5 separate regions of the Mus musculus genome follow, and all the other regions are linked to region 2. Evidence: chromatin contacts called from public promoter capture Hi-C and targeted proximity ligation data. All regions are on one chromosome and are shown on one strand. The core of a region is the stretch at or near the end of the contact, and the rest is flanking DNA. Distances in the headings are between cores, read along the strand shown.

Region 1 (2,700 bases), core at 100-2,599, 420 kb before region 2:
TATTTGTCAGAAACATTAGCCCTTCCTCTTAGTTCTCTCTGAGTCTCCTCTAATGGCAGTTATAGTTGCAGTTAAAAACAATTCACTCTCTGGAGATATGGCTCAACAGTTAAGAGCACTTGTTGCTCTTCCAGAGGTCCTGAGTTCAATTCCCAGCAACCACATGGTGGCTCACAACCATCTGTAATGGGATCTGATGCTCTCTTCTGGTTTGTCTGCAGACACCCAAAGTGTATGCATATATACAAAATAAATAAATCTCTTTAAAAACATCAGAAATACTATGATTACTCTTTACTTACAATACAATGCACTTATTTTAATGATTTGTGTACACTGGGTCTCAGCAATTGTTTATGCCCATGTGCCCACCCACACTCCTTATAGGTTATGTCTGACATCCCTGAAATTCCTGTGTGTATCTTCATATTCTACCCTTACCATCTCTAGGTAACCATTGTTCTGCTTTCATAGCTACAAATTAAGCAGAGTTTGTATTTGAGGGGAAATGTGTTTTTGCTTGTCCTGCAGCCTTAGATACTAGAAAAAAAACTTTAACCTTTGAGATTTTGTGGCATATGAAAAATTAAAAAAAAACCCAATTTAAATAAAAGCCCTGCTCATCTGTGAGAACTATTTCTTAAAACCTCAATCATGAAGTGGTCATAGTTTTCACAAACATGAAGTGAGCTTGCACTACTGTTTCCAACTCTTACACTAGCTACTGGCGAAGGATTGGTTCTTTTGAAAAAGCACACACACAGACACACAAACACAGAGACACATACACACATCGCATACAAACACACAGCAACACACATGCAGACACACACACAGATACACATAAACAATGAGACACACACATACAGACACACATACAGAAAAACACAACAAACTCACACACATGGAAACACAGACAGACAAACAGACAGACAGACAGACAGACAGATAGACACACACACACACACACACACACACACAACTTTCTATTGTCTTGATCACTTTTAATAAAACACCAACAAATCCCAGAAAGAGTGACTCCTCTAGTGCTAGCTTTGAGTCAAACTTTGTGCTTCAGTGGACCTACCCGTGTCTATCAATATTCTCCAGGGGCATCCAGTGAGCAGTTTTAGAAACTGCAGTGTCTTGCACATTTACACAGAGAAATAATGAAAAAGGTCCAATAAAAAAAAAGCCATGCTCATGCAAGTGATTTCAATCTACAAGCAAGCAGACAACTTAAGACTCTGCTGTGCAGTGATCAGCTCAGTTTATCATTTAATTGGAGAAGCAGAGATTGCACTGACCTCATGATGGTGATCTGTTTCTGTGCTGCTGGGAAAAGCTGGGTGTGGGCTGAGAAATCTCAGTCCACTCTAAGTGGAGACTCAGAGGATTATATAAGAGGGCAGTCGGGGGGGGGGGGGGGATGAATCAGCTGGTGCTCTGCTGCTTCTAAGGACTCAGTGTTTGTGAAAGGGAAGAGGAAAGTAGAAACTGAAACAGACTTAAAATCAACCAGAAGAGGAAAGTGAAACTTACCACTGAGACCTTCTATGTCCTGGCCACAGCATTGGATAAGCTCTGGACTCTGCCTCTGGTGTCAGAGGGTCGAGAGGCATTTCCTCCAGCCTGACAGTCCCTCTGGGAGGAAAAGAGTGTTTTCCACAGTCTCTAGTGCACTCTGCAGAGGTTTCTGGGGCCACACGAAAGAAACTATTCTAAAATATTTTGAAAGAAGTGATAGTGTGTTTCCTTCTCTGAGTTCCCTTGTGGTACACAGGTTTCAATCCAGCTTTAATGACTATGTCCATGTGACTAGCTCTGGAGTTTTGCCAGAGTCTAATCAAACCAATGTTTTCATTTTATGCTACACTGAATTCAAGTAGCAAAACACCAGGGGGATTCGCTGTGCTGTTTCACACCTAGAGGTCTGTGGTGATCATTTACTTTACACCCAGTCCCTGAATAGAATTGGTAACATGTGCATCACTGCTTCCTGGGTGGGAGAACAAATATGTGACTAAGTGAAAGACTTCTGCTTTGAGTTATGAAGTCATGCATGAGTAGAAGGAGGTATGGAGGACCAATCCTTAGGTATGGATTGGGTGCTTAGCTTCATGATTTCTTTAAAGCGTGGCTTTCACTGCTCATTTGCTAAGCATGATAACCTAGTCAGCTGTGGAATTCTGGGTCCTTCTTTCACTTAGCAACTTGAGATTGTTAATGGCATAAGAGGTAAGCACATACCTGCTAGACCCACTGTGTTTGCCTTAAGCCTAAACTTTGGAAGCCTCAGGTAGCAAAGCCACAGAAAGGATACAACTTTCATTGATCTCATTTTCTTTAGTGGTTCAGAGCACAATGCCTGATTTTGGTCTAGTGGGACTTGGAATGCTAATGTACAAGCCCAAGGAGGATGGGCCTGCATCCTTCTGCTTCTTTGCTCTGATGGATAGGAAACGGTGGGCTGGACACTTAGGCATTGTGCCTTGATATAAGAGATGTTGCTTTAGCACTGCAGAAAATCTCTAAGTAACAGAAGTTGTTAAATCAGGCAAATGGCACACTCACAAGGTTGTTCCCTCTTTGAAGAATATAGGGGGCTATGGTTGACTGATTGACTGATACATCAATTGATTTTCTTGCTTTCTGCCTCTCTGTTTCTTTTGCTCTGCTTTGTGTGTATACAAATGTACA
Region 2 (2,714 bases), core at 19-2,518:
GGGTCTGGAAACAAGTACTACTTACAAATTGAAACCGGAAGTCAAACATTCAAGTGTTAATTTTTGTCTGCTCTCAGGAGTCGGTATTGACCTTGACAGAAGCTCAGATTAACCTTATTTCTGGAGACACTTTTGAAACTCAAGACTTCGTTTAATTTTCGTGGCTAGCAGGATGTCTGGAAAGCAGCGTGCTCACTAGGGCTTACTAGTGACCAAACACTCGTTTCGGGAAGACAGACAGGCCCCTCCCCCTCACACAACCTAGAGATTTTTTTTTCCCCAATCCTCTAAATTAGATTCTGTTTCTTGAATTACTCCTTCATTTTTTTTTTCTTTTTCTTTTACATTTCAATTAACCACAGCACTTCGGACTCTAGACTGTCAGCAGTTATTTCGACGAGTTCTGGAAAATTATGTTTTAATAGCATTGCATCTTTTTGCGCATTTCCCTTGAGGCTTCCAGCGAGCAATCAAGTTATTCCAGTAAGAGAATATGTCTCACGAGGCTAAAGGGCATCAATGCAACATCTAGAAAGTCCTTTCCTCCCCTTACCCTCTAGTATGAAGGTGCTTTTACCAGTTTCTCGCCCCTCCCTCCTTGACATCCCGCGCAGCCGACGTGGAGCCCCACGCAAAACCAGTGAGGTGGGCTCTTGGAATCCTGACATCATCTGCAAGGATGCATTCCAAGTATGAACCAGAAAAGCACGCGCAGCCGGGTCCAGGTCACCGCCCCAGGGCCAAGAGACCAGGAACCACAGCCTCCGCCTTCCTGGGCGAGAAGAAGCTAACCCTAGAGCGGGATAGGGGCGCGTGGGGGCGGGGACCGCAGGGCGACAGGAAGCCACTCGTCATCACCACTCACCTCGGGGCCAGCGGGCACACGTGTGGGGCCACTCACCAGCAGTCGTGCGCGTCCGGAGCTTGTGTGGGATGACGACTGCGACGACTGTCCCTGCGCGGGCCGCGTGGCTCGGGCATCCGTGTGGCCTCTGCAGCCCGGGCGGCAGCGGCTGCTCCGCAAGGCACCGGCGCTTGGTGACGGTGGCACCAGGCTGTGAGTCGCTCCCAGGCTGGTCTAGTCCGGGCCTCTGGGTTCTCTTTGCTCTTGGTCGGTCGAGCTCTGATGCCTTCCGTGGCTTGGACTCTCTCTTCTGTCTGGCGGGACAGCCCCAGCTCCCTTGCAAAACAACGCACAGGCCAATGGCCTCTGAATCTCTGCCGCAGCAACGTAGGGAATGAAATTGTCACAGCGATGGTCCGCCCCCTCCCCCTTCCCCGGCCCCTGGGTGCGGCCTCCGCCTCTGCCTCCGCCCCCTCTGTAGCCACAGCTTCCCACGTGCTGCAAAAAAACCTCTGGGGTGGCGGGTCCCTGCGGAGGGCCTATGGCCAGATGGAAATGGCTGCTTGTGATTTAACCCCCGGTCTACCTGCATACTCGTTGCCCTAGGTTGGACCACCTGGACAGCCCAGTGAATTATCAACTTGGCCTAGAAGCTGGGAAAATGGCTGGGCGACTCCAAAAACTGCAGAGCACGCAAGCTGTCATGAAGCTGAATTTGCCAATGTAATGGTTTAGCTATAGGATTACAGCTTATGTAGGAATCCCATTTTGAGATTTAACCGTGACTAAGCGCTGCCGCCGTGAAACACTCCCCCTCTCCCCACCTTCTTGAACTAGGAAAATACAAACGGTTAGCTCCTTACCATTACTATAGTGTCACCATTATAATGCAGTGTCTTTAATATGGCCATAGACCTGAGCCAGACACAGTGCACGCAACGATTCATATTCACTACAGTCCCGTATACAAAAGCTGCATCTTATATGTTTTCCATGAGTAAGACAGAGACAAGTAAAATTATTTATCTGCGAGTTTTAAATCAGCTGCGTAGTAGTGGAAGGCATGCTGTTAGCGTGGAGAGTGTGGAGGAAGGGGAGAAAGGATGAAGGGAGCTGGAAGAATCCATTCTGATTTGACATCCGTGCTAGCAAGTTTTATAGAAACTTGACACAAGATAGAGCCATCTGAGAAGAGAGAACCTGATTTGAGAAAATGCCTTCACAATATGGGGGGCCTTAGGCAAGCCTGTAGGGCGTCTTCTTAATTAGTAATTAGTGTGGGAGGGTACCAGCACATTGTGGGTGGTGCCACTCCTCGACAGGTGATCCTAGGTGCTGTAAGAAAGCCGAGCAAGCCAAGGGGAGCAAGTCAGTAAGCAGCACTCTAGGGGGCCAGGGGGGGTTTCTCTTTCTCCCCCAACTCCCCGCGATGGCTTCTACATCAGGCCCTGCTTCCAGATTCTAATCCTGCTTGAGTTTCTGCCTTGACATCCTTCAAGAATGGACTGCACTGTGGTAGTGAAATAAGCCCTTTCCTCCCTAAGTTGATTTTTGTCTTGCTGCTTTGTCACAGTGATTGAAACTCTTAAGTAAGAAGACCTCAAAAGCTGCTTCTTCGAGGGAGCAGTACCAACTCGCCAACATTTTAAGAACACTGTCACTGTTGATGAGCTGGGGGTTTCCAGCTTCGGTGGGAACCCAGCTCCAAGTGGAAGAAAACACTACAGTGGGGTGAGACACACTGGCTGTCTTGGTTGGTTTTTCCTTTGGAAACCAAACTTGCAACCCAGACTCTGCCACTTTCTGAGCTGTTTAATTCACCCTTGGTGCCACCCCTCCTTTTTTTTTAAGATTTATCTATTTATTTTAT
Region 3 (2,700 bases), core at 145-2,644, 390 kb before region 2:
AACATTAGCCCTTCCTCTTAGTTCTCTCTGAGTCTCCTCTAATGGCAGGTATTGTTTCAGTTAACAAAAAATTCACTGTCTGGAGATATGGCTCAACAGTTAAGAGCACTTGTTGCTCTTCCAGAGGTCCTGAGTTCAATTCCCAGCAACCACATGGTGGCTCACAACCATCTGTAATGGGATCTGATGCTCTCTTCTGGTTTGTCTGCAGACACCCAAAGTGTATGCATATATACAAAATAAATAAATCTCTTTAAAAACATCAGAAATACTATGATTACTCTTTACTTACAATACAATGCACTTATTTTAATGATTTGTGTACACTGGGTCTCAGCAATTGTTTATGCCCATGTGCCCACCCACACTCCTTATAGGTTATGTATGACATCCCTGAGATTCCTGTGTGTATCTTCATATTCTACCCTTACCATCTCTAGGTAACCATTGTTCTGCTTTCATAGCTACAAATTAAACAGAGTTTGAATTTAAGGGGAAATGTGTTTTTGCTTGTCCTGCAGCCTTAGATACTAGAAAAAAAACTTTAACCTTTGAGATTTTGTGGCATATGAGAAATTAAAAAAAAAAACCCAATTTAAATAAAACCCCTGCTCATCTGTGAGAACTATTTCTTAAAACCTCAATCATGAAGTGGTCATAGTTTTCACAAACATGAACTGAGCTTGCAGTACTGTTTCCAACTCTTACACTAGCTGCTGGCGAAGGATTGGTTCCTTTGAAAAAGCACACACACAGACACACAAACATAGAGACACATACATACATCGCATACAAACACATAGCAACACACATGCAAACACACACACAGATACACATAAACAATGAGACACACACATACAGACACACATACAGACACACATACAGAAAAACACAACAAACTCACACACATGGAAACACAGACAGACAGACAGACAGACAGATAGACACACACACACACACACACACACACACACACACACACACACACACACAACTTTCTATTGTCTTGATCACTTTTAATAAAACACCAAAAAATCCCAGAAAGAGTGACTCCTCTAGTGCTAGCTTTGAGTCAAACTTTGTGCTTCAGTGGACCTACCCGTGTCTATCAATATTCTCCAGGGGCATCCAGTGAGCAGTTTTAGAAACTGCAGTGTCTTGCACATTTACACAGAGAAATAATGAAAAAGGTCCAATAAAAAAAAGCCATGCTCATGCAAGTGATTTCAATCTACAAGCAAGCAGACAACTTAAGACTCTGCTGTGCAGTGATCAGCTCAGTTTATCATTTAATTGGAGAAGCAGAGATTGCACTGACCTCATGATGGTGATCTGTTTCTGTGCTGCTGGGAAAAGCTGGGTGTGGGCTGAGCAGTTCAGAAATCTCAGTCCACTCTAAGTGGAGACTCAGAGGATTATATAAGGGGGCAGTGGGGGGGGGGGTGAATCAGCTGGTGCTCTGCTGCTTCTAAGGACTCAGTGTTTGTGAAAGGGAAGAGGAAAGTAGAAACTGAAACAGACTTAAAATCAACCAGAAGAGGAAAGTGAAACTTACCACTGAGACCTTCTATGTCCTGGCCACAGCATTGGATAAGCTCTGGACTCTGCCTCTGGTGTCAGAGGGTGGCGAGGCATTTCCTCCAGCCTGACAGTCCCTCTGGGAGGAAAAGAGTGTTTTCCACAGTCTCTAGTGCACTCTGCAGAGGTTTCTGGGGCCACACGAAAGAAACTATTCTAAAATATTTTGAAAGAAGTGATAGTGAGTTCCCTCTCTGAGTTCCCTTGTGGTACACAGGTTTCAATCCAGCTTTTAATGACTACGTCCATGTGACTAGCTCTGGAGTTTTGCCAGAGTCTAATCAAACCAATGTTTTCATTTTATTCTACATTGAATTCAAGTAGCAAAACACCAGGGGGATTCGCTGTGCTGTTTCACACCTAGAGGTCTGTGGTGATCATTTACTTTACACCCAGTCCCTGAATAGAATTGGTAACATGTGCATCACTGCTTCCTGGGTGGGAGAACAAATATGTGACTAAGTGAAAGACTTCTGCTTTGAGTTATGAAGTCATGCATGAGTAGAAGGAGGTATGGAGGACCAATCCTTAGGTATGGATTGGGTGCTTAGCTTCATGATTTCCTTAAAGCGTGGCTTTCACTGCTCATTTGCTAAGCATGGCATGAACCTAGTCAGCTGTGGAATTCTGGGTCCTTCTTTCACTTAGCAACTTGAGATTGTTAATGGCATAAGAGGTAAGCACATACCTGCTAGACCCACTGTGTTTGCCTTAAGCCTAAACTTTGGAAGCCTCAGGTAGCAAAGCCACAGAAAGGATACAATTTTCATTGGTCTCATTTCCTTCAGTGGTTCAGAGCACAATGCCTGATTTTGGTCTAGTGGGACTTGGAATGCTAATGTACAAGCCCAAGGAGGATGGGCCTGCATCCTTCTGCTTCTTTGCTCTAATGGATAGAAATATGTACTCACTGATAAGTGGATATTAGCCCAGAAACTTAGTATACCTGAGATATAAGATACAATTTGCAACACACATGAAACTGAAGAAGAACGAAGACCAAAGTGTGGACACTTTGCCCCTTCTTAGAATTGGAAATAAAACACCCATGGAAGGAGTTAGAGAGACAACGTTTGGAGCTGAGACAAAAGGATGGACCATCTAGAGACTGCCATATCCAGG
Region 4 (2,714 bases), core at 193-2,692, 280 kb before region 2:
ATATGTGTTTGTTTTTTATATCCTTTTATCTTTTCTTCATGTTAAAAAAAACCTTAACTATTTGCATTTAATTCCAAATATCTTAGTGGTTACCTGTGAAATACAAAGTTAAAGTGATTGTGTGCCTTATTTCCTTTGGTATGTGCTGAGGCCTTAGATAGAGAGCTGTGAAGCCACAGTTATGGGGTACTTCCTGACAAATGTGGGAGCCAGTTCTTGATGAGTGTGAATCACAAGTAACAGTCTTGTGCAGGCAAAAGTTACAGTCCATCCCCTCCCCCTCCCCCCCCCCAGGGGGGACTGGCAGCAGGCTCCTAGAGCTACAATCCCTGTTTTCTTTGGAAAATAACACAAGAAACACAAGCTTGTATAAGACTATGTTAGCTTCCAGCAGAGAAAAGCAGCTGTAAAGACACAAATTCAAGAAGGAAACCCTGGGAGAATGGCCCCTGGCTTTCCTCTGGGATCTTCTGTGCCGTGTATCCGCTACCCGGGGCTGATTTCTGTGCTCCACTCTCTAGGGCACTCTCCTTGGATATAGTACTGACCTCCTGTGCTCAGTCCCTGGACGATCAGTCCCAGTGTCTGAAAGGGTATCCAGGAGTTGAGGAGTAGGGAACAACTGAGGGTTGGTAAAAGTCGGAGCCTGAGGGACCTCTAAGGAAATGGCAGGGGAGATGAGACATGTTCCGGGAGGCTATGAGATTGCTCAGATCTTCTTCTCCACTGGCCTTTGCGGTTTGGCCCAATCGAGTGAGCCTTTACGGGTGTTAAGCCTCCGTTCTCCAACCCAGAGCAAAGGCTGGCAGTGCTGCCCTCTTGACCGCTGTCTTGCAGGATCTGATCTCTGCTCTTGACACCGCGGGCTTTAAGGGCACCAGAGCGGGAGAGTCGTCCGCGCCAAAAGGCTGCGAGCCTGACTGCTCTTTTTTGGAGGATGCCAGGTTCCCTCTCCTACAGGACTCAATCCCTGTCTGCAACGGACCCAGTACCAGCACTGTGGCGTGAGGTACGCACACTCAGAGTCCCCCAAGGTGTAGAATAAGTCTTTAAACAGTCAAAAACAGATATTTTAAAACCCAGGGAATTCTGCTTTGGTTGAGAAACAGCGCCTTCTGAGAGCGAAGAACTCATTAGTTTTTAGCGGTGATGGCGGGTGAACTGTCCCAAGGCAGAATCGCTCTCTCCTGTGTCATTAGTACATCAGCTGAAAGGCAAGCAAACAGTTCTTTACGTCTGGGAAAGGGCTTTAAGGGCCGCTGCTTGCGTGAAGGGGAGATTTGATGCAGCTATAAACCAGGACATAGACAGGAACAAAATTCGGGTTATTTAAGCAAAATTCTTTAGCAGGGAAAGGGAGGTGGGAAGGAGACGGAAGGGTGACGTCACTGGGGGGAGTGGCCACAGTCTTAAGAAAAGTCGGCGGGGCTGGGGAGACCACAATTGTGGGACATAGTCTCAGCATGGGCTGCTACAACGGTTCGGAGCTCCAAGACCTGGGCTGTTCCAGCCAGCTGCTCCTGCAGCCCCTCTGGGACACCATAAGGACAAGGGAGGCGTTCACGCGCTCACCCATCTTCCCAGTCACCTTTTCTATCATCACTTACGTGGGCTTCTGCCTACCGTTCGTGGTGCTGGACGTCCTGTATCCCTGGGTCCCCATCCTGCGACGCTACAAGATCCACCCGGACTTCTCGCCTTCCGTAAAGCAGCTTCTGCCTTGCCTGGGGCTGACACTCTACCAGCACCTGGTGTTCGTGTTCCCGGTGACGCTGCTGCACTGGGTGCGCAGCCCGGCGCTCCTCCCCCAGGAGGCCCCTGAGCTCGTCCAGCTCCTAAGTCACGTCCTGATCTGCCTGCTGCTCTTCGACACCGAGATCTTCGCGTGGCACCTGCTGCACCATAAGGTGCCCTGGCTGTACCGCACCTTCCACAAGGTGCATCACCAGAACTCGTCCTCCTTCGCGCTGGCGACCCAATACATGAGCTTCTGGGAGCTGCTTTCGCTGACCTTCTTCGACGTGCTGAACGTCGCGGTGCTTCGGTGTCACCCACTCACCATCTTTACCTTTCACGTGATTAACATCTGGCTGTCGGTGGAGGACCACTCGGGCTATGACTTCCCGTGGTCCACTCACAGACTTGTGCCCTTTGGCTGGTACGGGGGCGTGGCTCACCACGACATGCATCACTCTCAGTTTAACTGCAATTTTGCTCCTTACTTCACACACTGGGACAAAATGCTGGGCACTCTGCGGTCCGCGCCCCTGCCAGAGAGCCTTTGCGCCTGCGGTGAGCGCTGCGTGAACTCCAGAGAGCGATGCGCTGTACACTTGATCCAGAAGAAGAAACAGACTTGAGTTACTTTATTAGAAGTTTGTAACTTTTAAAGTGATGCACACTGCTATAAAATCTAATGTTGTTTCTGCAGCCTGACAAAGTAATTTATATAATGTTTCTATGTGAATTTAATTGTGGTCTTGGTGTTAAATTTCAACTTATCCCAGTGTCATTGACTCCAGGACACAAGGTAGACATTCAGCGTGGTGTATTTGAATCATTATGATCTCTGAAATGATTTGTTTCTAGAACCAAGACTTTCCTATGTATGAAATCGCACTGGAACTGGGCTCTAACCTCACATGTTGAGAGAAGACCTGATTTCTGACTCTTTAAATAATCAAATTTGTTCCTGCTGGGCAGTGACCAAGGTT
Region 5 (2,796 bases), core at 64-2,563, 360 kb before region 2:
TTTTCATGCTCAGAGTATCTTGATGGTCCTATCTCCTCCTGCATGGTCTTTTCAGCCACTGCCTTACTCTTTTGAATAGCACACTTCTCAGGGTGCCAACGTGTTCTAATTTTTCCTTCTGTTGTCTCGGAGTCTTTGTTAACATTTTACTGAAGTATAAGTGTGATTCAGGCGCATGGCCTCCTGAGCAGTTGCTGTCCTGATGCTATTTACACTGCTTGCTTTCAGCACTCCCAAATACTTTCCTCATGAGGACACAAATACCTCATTGTGCCTTCTTCATCTCTGAACTGCACCCTAATTTGAGATTCCCAGTCCCTACTTCTAACGTTTACCTCTCTTCTTCCTTTACCAACATTTAAATCCAGAAAATATTTTAGAAAGAAGAAAGAAAGAAAGAAAGAAAGAAAGAAAGAAAGAAAGAAAGAAAGAAGGAAGGAAGGAAGGAAGGAAGGAAGGAAGGAAGGAAGAAAGAAAGAAAGAAAGAAAGAAAGAAAGAAAGAAAGAAGAGAGAGAGAGAGAGAGAGAGAGAGAGAGAGAGAGAGAGAGAAGGGGGGCAGGGAGAGGGCGAGGGAGGGGGAGGGGGGGGAAGAAAGAAATTCATTGTGTCCACTCTATCTCCACAGAGAGGAATTCCTACATCAGCTGTCATTTTAAAACACCAAACCTGAGGAACACAGGGAGGTTGGGGAGGGGGAGAGACCATTACACAATAACATGTTAATAGACTTACAGAGTTGAGAGGTTGTGGGACATTAAAAAGGTTTCTGTAATTTCTGGTGCATTCCTTCTCAAATAAACAACCGGAAGTAAAAAAAAAAAAAAGCTGTTTTTGAAAGCCTTTGAGTGAGCTGAGGGTGGGTTCTGGATAAAAGAGTGACTAGATATATAGCTTAGGACCCAGAGTCCACCACGCGCCCCTAGTGGACAGCCCAGGAAAACAAAAGTTGCGTCCACCCACATTTAAGAGCGACGACCACCTACCTCTAAGTCTCATCTTGGTGCATCTTGCTGATGGGTAAAAAAGCATTAACTGCAGAAGGCCAGAACTTGCTTTTCGGCAGAATGGACGCTGGCGAAGGGTGCGTGGCCAATGACTCCTGACTGCCGGGTGCCGGATGTAACCCCTACCCACACTTGGTGCTTTGAGGGATCTACTACTAGACAGGGCTACTCATTAAAAATATCTTGCTTCACTCTCTTTCCTACATATTTGCAGCGTTAGTCGGGTGTGGCTGGAATACCTTAGTCCTTTGGGGGACTCCCCGCTGTTTCCTAAAGTGAGCTCCATCTCGCTGGGTCCCCACATCACTAAGGGCGGGAAACTGCACTCACCCAGGCAACCTGGCTCGACTACAGCTCCCAGGGAGCTTTGTTTTGGGGTGGTACTCCATCTTAGCGCTGCTTCCTCCCACTGTGTCCTGCTATTGTCGCCAGAGGGTGCCCTTCTCCGCCGCTTTTAGCTTTATTATCCCTAGATGCTAAATTTGAGAGTTTGCAGCAGAAATACTTCCGGAATTGGGAGAGAGACGGTTTTATCCATTCTTCCAGGAAGCTCCCATGAATTTTCCAGCCTCTGGGTCTTGGTGCTCCAGCCCAGCTCTAGCATAGAATTCTCCTTGCACAATGCAAGACCAGACAGGATCCTTTTCTGTCCTTTCCTATTTTTAATGTTTACTGATGTTGCTAACTGAAGCGGATTAATTCGCAGACTGTAATATTCTGGACAGCAGAGATAATACCTAGTTGATTCTTAGAGGATGGTTCACTCATTTCCAGTTTCCTAATAGTCCATCTTAGTGAGGGACATGATCCTGAATTGAATTCCTGGATTTAAATTGAAATTGAGACTCAACTGGCTTAGGGGAGATGACTTCAGGGGCTTATATCACTTGACTTTAAGCCCTAGGATCTGAGCTGGGATGGGATTTTAATCCCAGGGAAAGTAAAAATCGACTCCTGCAAGTGGTCCTCTGACCTCCGTGTGGCACCCTTGATAAATGGATGGATGGATGATAGATAGATAGATAGATAGATAGATATAGATCCAGATAGATGGATAGAATGAAAGATAATGACATTCAAAGTCCTTTAAAAGAAAGTGAGGTTCCAAGGCTAGGATGTAGCTCAGTGACAGAGCTCTTGCCCATGACACTGGCTTCTGTCCCTAGGACTGAAAGGAGATAGGGGATGGGGAAAGGAAGAGTTTTAGCAGTGAACTGTCATTCTAAGGATCCATCATACCCCTCCCTGTTGCCTGGTGGTTAAACACTTCGGTCTTGTCAATTTAGTTTCTCTTCTAAATTGAGTCCCCCCCCCTCCCCCTCCCCCTCCCCCTCCCTCTCCTCCTCCTTCTCTTCACAGGCGATGAGACATTTTAATCTAATAGTGGTACTTAACACTACACAGGGAGTCACAGCTCCCAGAGGATCCCTAAAGGCCAAAGGAAGATCCAGAAATATCTAGAGTTGCTGGTCCCCTGCCTGTGGGAACAGGGGTCAGAAGGTGGCAAAGCAGGGGCCTTCCTGTCACTCATAGATCCAGTCCTGTGCACAACTCTTGAAGTCCACCAGCTCCTTGGGCTGAAACCACAAGCTGGGCTCTCTACAGAACCATTCTTACCAACTTGGATGCAAAAGTCTCCTCGGATGGTCACAGGCTTAGAGTGAGTGGGGTTGGTCTCTGTTAGCATCACCGAGACTGTCTTCACAACATTCAGTCCCTCCCAGACCACAGCACACATGACCAACGGTGAGTGTACCTTCATTACCATCAGGCCTGGTGGGCTCCAGCGGG

What was found. Capture Hi-C pulls out chosen DNA fragments and counts their contacts.
Region 1: a contact with region 2 is called in a promoter capture Hi-C map of liver. A contact is called at or near these places in 6 of 39 promoter capture datasets (the 3T3-L1 cell line, the C10 cell line, the HPC-7 cell line and 3 more), 2 of 130 datasets of targeted methods (bone marrow-derived dendritic cells and memory CD8 T cells) and 2 of 9 other capture datasets (adipose tissue and liver).
Region 3: a targeted proximity ligation map of effector CD8 T cells shows a contact between it and region 2, with 10 read pairs. A contact is called at or near these places in 3 of 39 promoter capture datasets (the HPC-7 cell line, cranial neural crest and liver), 3 of 130 datasets of targeted methods (bone marrow-derived dendritic cells, effector CD8 T cells and memory CD8 T cells) and 2 of 9 other capture datasets (adipose tissue and liver).
Region 4: a targeted proximity ligation map of microglia shows a contact between it and region 2, with 6 times the contacts expected there. A contact is called at or near these places in 9 of 39 promoter capture datasets (the 3T3-L1 cell line, cranial neural crest, frontonasal cranial neural crest and 4 more), 1 of 484 Hi-C or Micro-C datasets (pre-megakaryocyte-erythroid progenitors), 5 of 130 datasets of targeted methods (the NIH/3T3 cell line, bone marrow-derived macrophages, memory CD8 T cells and 2 more) and 1 of 9 other capture datasets (adipose tissue).
Region 5: a promoter capture Hi-C map of adipose tissue shows a contact between it and region 2. A contact is called at or near these places in 14 of 39 promoter capture datasets (the 3T3-L1 cell line, the C10 cell line, cranial neural crest and 9 more), 2 of 484 Hi-C or Micro-C datasets (B cells and CD4 T cells), 6 of 130 datasets of targeted methods (the NIH/3T3 cell line, the SCID.adh cell line, bone marrow-derived macrophages and 3 more) and 4 of 9 other capture datasets (adipose tissue, liver, macrophages and 1 more).

Annotation. Positions count from the first base shown.
Region 1 is chr19:34,606,606-34,609,305 of GRCm38.p6, reverse strand. Ifit3b (interferon-induced protein with tetratricopeptide repeats 3B) reads right to left here and starts at 1,349. Exons shown (of 2, transcript NM_001005858.3): 1 at 1,308-1,349. The coding sequence starts at 1,312. It also overlaps a transcript of Ifit1bl1 not described here.
Region 2 is chr19:34,190,783-34,193,496 of GRCm38.p6, reverse strand. It overlaps Stambpl1 (STAM binding protein like 1), which reads right to left and starts at 1,268. Exons shown (of 11, transcript NM_029682.5): 1 at 866-1,268.
Region 3 is chr19:34,582,223-34,584,922 of GRCm38.p6, reverse strand. It overlaps Ifit3 (interferon-induced protein with tetratricopeptide repeats 3), which reads right to left and starts at 1,394. Exons shown (of 2, transcript NM_010501.2): 1 at 1,319-1,394. The coding sequence starts at 1,323.
Region 4 is chr19:34,473,876-34,476,589 of GRCm38.p6, reverse strand. Ch25h (cholesterol 25-hydroxylase) reads left to right here and starts at 1,442. Exons shown (of 1, transcript NM_009890.2): 1 at 1,442-2,714. The coding sequence starts at 1,464. The coding sequence ends at 2,360.
Region 5 is chr19:34,549,211-34,552,006 of GRCm38.p6, reverse strand. It overlaps Ifit2 (interferon-induced protein with tetratricopeptide repeats 2), which reads right to left and starts at 1,313. Exons shown (of 3, transcript NM_008332.3): 1 at 985-1,313.